Regions from separate parts of the Mus musculus genome. Here region 1 is linked to region 2. Evidence: chromatin contacts called from public HiChIP or PLAC-seq data. All regions are on one chromosome and are shown on one strand. Each heading gives the region's core, a stretch centred on a gene start, on an enhancer-like site or on the middle of the called end of the contact. The rest is flanking DNA. Distances are from core to core; before and after follow the strand shown.

The links. HiChIP or PLAC-seq counts read pairs in DNA pulled down with a chosen protein or histone mark.
Region 1: an H3K4me3 HiChIP or PLAC-seq map of bone marrow-derived macrophages shows a contact between it and region 2, with 8 times the contacts expected there. The contact joins two enhancer-like sites. A contact is called at or near these places in 1 of 115 datasets of contacts at active chromatin or transcription factors (bone marrow-derived macrophages) and 1 of 9 other capture datasets (embryonic stem cells).

What each region holds. Positions count from the first base shown.
Region 1 is chr1:37,355,613-37,358,901 of GRCm38.p6, reverse strand. Inpp4a (inositol polyphosphate-4-phosphatase, type I) reads right to left here. Exons shown (of 26, transcript NM_030266.4): 2 at 1,498-1,559; 3 at 878-1,087; 4 at 350-394. The coding sequence starts at 983. Among named protein-coding and RNA genes, the nearest start is that of 4930439A04Rik, 23 kb to the right of the region's middle. Within about 2 kb of position 1,566, at least 19 of the 459 cell types and tissues checked have an H3K27ac peak or open chromatin away from gene starts, as enhancers often do. A contact at or near this core is called in bone marrow-derived macrophages, where this site is marked.
Region 2 is chr1:36,579,198-36,582,153 of GRCm38.p6, reverse strand. All of the region lies in intron 12 of Fam178b (family with sequence similarity 178, member B), which reads left to right. Among named protein-coding and RNA genes, the nearest start is that of Sema4c, 22 kb to the right of the region's middle. Within about 2 kb of position 1,268, at least 205 of the 459 cell types and tissues checked have an H3K27ac peak or open chromatin away from gene starts, as enhancers often do. A contact at or near this core is called in bone marrow-derived macrophages, where this site is marked.

The DNA of each region.
Region 1 (3,289 bases), core at 317-2,816, 780 kb before region 2:
CAAAGAGACAAGTAACTCTAGCAGATGTGAGATCATAGCCAGCCACACGCTGCCTGCACGGAGCTAGCCTGCTCATCTGCAGCACCACACAGCCTTCCAAACGCTCCATTCTTGGCATGGACATTTGCCTCCATAAAAAGATTGGTACCCACGTGTGGACTGCAACTTTATTCACAACAGTCCCCCTGAACACAGCTCCAATCTCCATCACGGGCAGCTCAGTCACCCTGGAGTAGTCGGTTATGAGAAGCAGCCTCTGAGACACTGCATCTCCTCAGAAGCAGCAGTGGAGGTGACGGCAGGCTCTTAGAGACAGACTAGCAGTAACAATCAAGAGAGAAGTACTTACCTAAGCTGAATTCTAAAATGGGCTCATCTGGATCTTGGATATTTCCTGGTAGAAGAGAAATGACAGGAAAAGTCACCCAAAATAAATCTTCCACAGAATTTAGGTTGTATTTGTTTTGTACAAAAATAGAAACAAGAAATCCTAGTTCCTATAGGCCACCCAAAAATATTATAGTAGATGGTTTATAAACTTTGAAACAGTTTAGAGATTCTGAAAAACAAAAACAAAAACAAAACAAAACAAAACAAAACCAAAAAAGCCTCAGACCTCTTTTCATTCTGCCTATGGAAGGCAGCCCAGGGTGCCCACTGGAGCTAGAAAACACATGCTCTTCAGTTTCACCAGACCAGTTCCCAGTTTCAGGAGCATTAGCTATTGCGAGTCCTACTTCAACCAAGAGTCCACACCCGGACACCCTCTTTTAAAGGCTTGGTTGCCCTCCCCTGGCCCTTCCAACATAGCTTCAGCACAGAGCCTGCATGTGTCATGTTCATGACCAGATGTCTAGTGTAGGCGTGGGAGGCTCACCTGCCAAAGAGAGGCCAACCATGTCGGCTGCCACGTCAATGGTGGAAGCCCGCTGCATCGCACGGGCCCTGGCACCATGGCGAGGGCTGTGCTCTCTTGCTGTCATGATGTCATTGGTGAGGGTATGCTTCTTGTTCCTGGGTCACACCTCACCTGATTCCTCAAAGCAGAGCCGTCTCCAGGCCCTGGACTCCTACGATGGCAGTAGCCCTGAGACAAGGGAGCAAACACTGATGAGAGTCAAGGTGATGATGGAGAGACTGTGCCTATGGGAAGAGAGCAGGACCTGACCCTGGCAAGATGTTGAGAGCAGTGTCTTGTGACGGGGTGGAATTGAGCTAGGATGTCTGACACCTCCTCCTGTCTTCCTCCTCCCTGCCCTCTGCATGGTGTACCCGAGGATGCTCTTCTACCAAAACAGGCTGCATTACAGACTGCCTAAATGTAGCTGTAGAGTAATGTGTTTATGAGTTTCTTACTGCTCTCTAGCACTCTTCTACTGGCAAGTCTCACAGAATCTTCAATCTTCTATCAAGTCCCACAGCATAACCTCTGCTGGAAGGACAGAGACTATGTGAAGAGCCAGGCTACTGCTCAAGTCAGTCTGACAAGTGACTTACCATACATGCTTGCTTTTGGACCACGTGGCATTGCGTCACAGAAGGACATCCAGATCCATCATCTAGAAACAGAAAAGCACAACTTGATGAGCTCACAAAATATCAAGTTCCCCAGAGCAGGGACTTCCCTCTAGCTTCTCAGAAGCTCAAAGGAACGAGAGAGGAAAATGCACATTCCCGTCCACACCAAGGGTTATCTTTCAGGGAGCACGGGCCTGCCCGCAAGATACAAGAGGGAATGTGGTTTGGAGGAAATGAGGAGAGCTGGGTCCTGGCTTGCCACTCACACGGAACAGACCCCAGGAGGGGCTGCAGTGCAGCTCTGAGGCTCTGCTCTCTGCTGTCTAAAAGGCTAGCTGCACTGTCTCACAGAAGCACACTGAGAGCCAAAAACCATTAGGGGAGAGGGCTCCATATGCTCCACTGGGCTCCCACTTGCCATCACTACATGGTGAGCAGGTTCCTCCCTGCAAAATGGAACTTAGACTCAGGCCAGGGAATCATGAGCCATTAAGGCAGGTCTCAGGGCCCAGCTCACAAACCTGGTGAGAATGAGCAGGAGAGCACAGTAAGGCAATGCACTCAGACCCTGACTCATGTCCTTCTACAGGCTGTGCTCCTAACCTTCCTACTGGGGTAAACCAAAGATCTCTGACCTATGAGCCTCAGCCACCAGGGCTATGGACTGGTTGGAGAGCCACTTTGGAAATTGCTAAAAGGGAGAAGTCACTCACTACTGTAATCCAAAGAATTTGCAAGTTAAATGCTGAAACTTAGAAAGCACCAAGACTACCTCAATGGCTGGTCTTTGTCTAGCTCATGTTGGTCTATGGACAAGTCTGTGGCAGATGGTCCTGCCGGCTAACTGACCCAGCCCACTGTGGGTAGTGCCATCTCTCCCACCTCCCACTGGCTGGCCCTGAGCTGCTTACATATGAAGACAGCTGCCTGAGAAAGCAGTCACTGAGCATGGACGCACACGTTTCTCTCTGCTCTTGCCTGTTGGTGTGATGCAGTCAGCAGACTGCCTGAGCTCCTGCTTTGACCATCCCCACTCCAACCTACATTGTGATGACTTTTATACTGGAAGCCAACAAAACCCTTTCTTCTCTAAGGTGCTTCTTTTCAGTGTGTGTGTTATGGTGACAGACACAAAACTAGGACAACTCCTGAAATCCCACAGTGATAGATGGGTGCAGTAGCAGTGGACCAAACTCATGGGTGATGCAAGCATCAAGGGAAGGAAGTCATGAAACAGGAGTATATTTATGGTATTTTATAAACCCATCAAACTCAAGCAAAGTAACACTAACTCTACCTGTTCCACCTACCCATCTGTCCTTCCAAATTATATGCTACTGGAAGACCTGGGCCCTCTATACTATGGATAACATTCCAGAGTGATACAACAATTTCAGAATACAATTTATATTACATTTTATAAACAAAAATATTCTTGCCGAGCATTCCAAACATGGAAAAGACTCATGCAACAAAAATGCTTATTGTAAATAATGAAGACTAGAATTGATCTAAGTGTCCAGTTACAGTACGTTCTGGAACATCATGAGACACGAAAATCATTCTAAAATACCCAAAAGTCATGCACAATATGAACTGAAGCTATGAGGCCTAAAACCACCACTTAAACAGCCTCAGTGATAAAGAGAGAGCTCCGAGAGCTGGCAAGGGTGCAGGACAACTGGAACAGCTCTGCTGGACTGGAGAAGGAATGGTGTAGCTACTCTGGACAGCTGAAGTCACTATCCAAACAGCACATGTGACTAGCCAG
Region 2 (2,956 bases), core at 19-2,518:
CCTAAGGGCAGCCAGCAGGGCTAGGGGAGGTAGGTGGGAGTCCCCCAGACTAGAGACAGGTTCTCCCCAGCCCAGCCGGGCACAGTGCAGGTGGAACAGGTTTGGGAGGAAACCAGGAGTTTGTTTCTTATACCAGCCTCTTGCAACACAGAAACAAGGCAAACCATTTGTTAAAATAAGTATTGTGTGTGCATGGAGGTCAGAGGACAGCATGCAGGAGGCCACGCTGGTCTCCTTCCACGTGCTGCATGCAGGGATCGAACTCAAGTTACTCAGGCTTGGCAGCAAGCACCTCTACCCTCTGAGCTGTCGTGTTTGGAGACTTGCTATGAAGCCATTTGCTCTTGAATTTGAGATCCTCCTGCATCTGCTTCATAAGTGCGTGCCACCATGGCTGGCAACAAACTACTTTGGTCAAATGTTTTGTTTTGTTTTGTTTTAATTTTGAGATAGAGTTTCTCTATGTAATCCTAGCTGTCCTGGAACTTGCTGTGTAGACCTCAAACTCAAAGGTCTGCCCGCCCTCCTTCTGTCTTCCAAGTGCTGGAATTAGAGGCACGTGCCACCACATCCAGCCCCAAACCATGTCTTGAAATTTGGAAAACAAGGGCTTTGAATGGGATACAAAAGTTTGAATCTCCTAGGAAACGGTTAATTAATGTCCTAACCTGCTATTTAGCCATTCACTTGTCTAATGAATACTTAATAAGCATCGGCCATGTGCCAGGCATGGTGCTTGGCCCCGTGGACACTGCAGGAGAAGCCAATGCTGACAGTCCTGACCTCATAGCCAGGGAGGGCCTGATAAGACACTAAGCACATGAATTCTATGCCTGGTGGAGAGTAAGTGGTGCTATAGAAAAAAAAAAAAAACAACAACAACAACAAAACTGCAGGACAGGGGACAGCAGGGGCATAAGCGCAGGTGGTGTAGGCTGTGGGTTAGATGTGACAGTGGACTAGGACCAAGGAGGGGGCAGTCCTGCACTGTCAGTATCTGCACTGAAGCCAGATAAGGGCTCAGGCTCCAGAGAGTAACAGCAGGTCACTTTGGACCTCCTAGTGCCTCACAGCCACCTCTCCTGTGCAAATTGGAGCTACTGCCAGGATTTGAGAGCAAGAGCCACATGCTGTTGTAGACAATTGCTTTGCCAGGATCTCTTCTGCCTCTTCCTGCCAGGAGGAAGGCCAGTGGAGGCCTGTCCTGGGAGATGTTCACGGCTTCCCCTGCCTGAGGTGTCTGCCCTAATGGGCTGAGCGTTTGCTGAGTCGGCACTCTACAGTGGCGGTGGGGGTGGGGTGGAGACAAGGTTGGTCTGGTCCTGACCCTCCCTCTACAGGACTTTTAGGGACCAGAAAATCCCTAATCCCTGAGAGAGGGTGGTACGTGGGGGCGGAGCGATTCGGGAAACAAAAGCGAATCTGAGACCAGATTGCAAGAGTGCACCGAAGCACCACCAAGCTGCTTTCCTGGAGCGAGAAGAAAAACACAACCCTGAGCAAGTGCTCGGCCTGCTCTCCGTGCCAGCCCTGCCCCCAACTGCCTAGAGCAGGGAGGGTCCTAGCTCTGATAAAGCAGGCCTTCAGTCACTCTGGGGGTGTGGATTTGGAAGCAGGGCGGGGCAGCTCTGTGCTTGCACAGCTGTGAGCCTCCAGCGTGCTAAAGACCAGGGCTGTTTTGAAAATTATCCCCAGACTTAGAAGGCGGGCGCAAGGCAATGCTGCTTCCAGTGCAGCTTCAGATGGAAGCTATATCTGCCTAGACCTTCCCCTCTTTTTTTGCTGCCTCCTTTCTGCTTTGCAGAGAAGGCCTGGCCTCCTTCCAGGAGCCAAAGCCAGCCTGACTCCTAGCCCCTCACCTGCCTCCTCCCTGCCCAGCTGTTCTCCGGGGCTTCCAAGGTTGGAGGGCAGCTGCAGTGCAGAGCAGGTGCTGGCGGTGAGTCACAGGAGGAAGCCAGGTGCGCTGTGCCACCCCACCCGGCTGGGCAAGCCAGGAGTTGGGCTGGGGGCTCAGCTCTCTGGCCTGTAGCCACACTGCACCTGCTGGATCTAAGCAGTCTGTCCTCTTGCTACCCTGTTGTTGCTCCTTCATCCGCATCCTCCCCCTCCCCCAGTCCATGGGTTGCACATGGATGCCTTAGAGGGATGAGGACTGGGGCCTGCCTGCCTCTACCCAGCCGTGGCCCAGCATCTGGGCAGCCCTTGTTGGGACCCTGTCTAGACTTCCCAAACCCATGTTTGGGGTGACTAGAGGGAGGGGCTAGCTGCTGGTTCACTAGAAGGGGTTGGGCTGTGTCTTCAAAGCTAAGCAGGAGGTGGGGTGCTTGATAGATTCACACATGACCATATCCCCATGTAGACATTATGGGGAGTCTCCATCTAAACAGACCAACTGAGAGGGTGTTTCCAAGACTGAGAATATAGATGATGGATGAGAGTGAATTATTGGTCATTTTGTTAGACAAGAAAATAGTACAGTGTTTTAGGAAATGAAACAGAGAGCTGGGCCAGGCACACATCCCTGGCACTCAGAAGGCTGAGGTGGAAAGATGGCTGGACATTTGAGGCCAGCCTAGTGTACGTAGGAAGTACCAGGCCAGCCAGGAACCATGGCAGGCAGGTCCCTATCTATAAATAAAAATAAAATGTGCTAGTGAAATGGCTGTCACTCTAGAGGCATTTGCCGCCAAGCTTGATGAACTGAGTTCAATCCCCAGGATATAATAATAATAAGTTAAAAGCGATGGTAGGCCTGGTGGTATGAACTTCCTAATCCCAGCAGTCGGGAGGCAGACCTGGGTGGGTCACAAAGATTAGGCCAGCTTGGAATACAGAGGAGACCTTGTTTCAAACCCACAGTGCTGTTGGTATTGGTGGATATTGTTGTATTGTGGGAGACTCTCCTGTTCTAAGTTCCTTATAGCTTAGAAGACAATAGTAGGAATTCCCGGGAGGG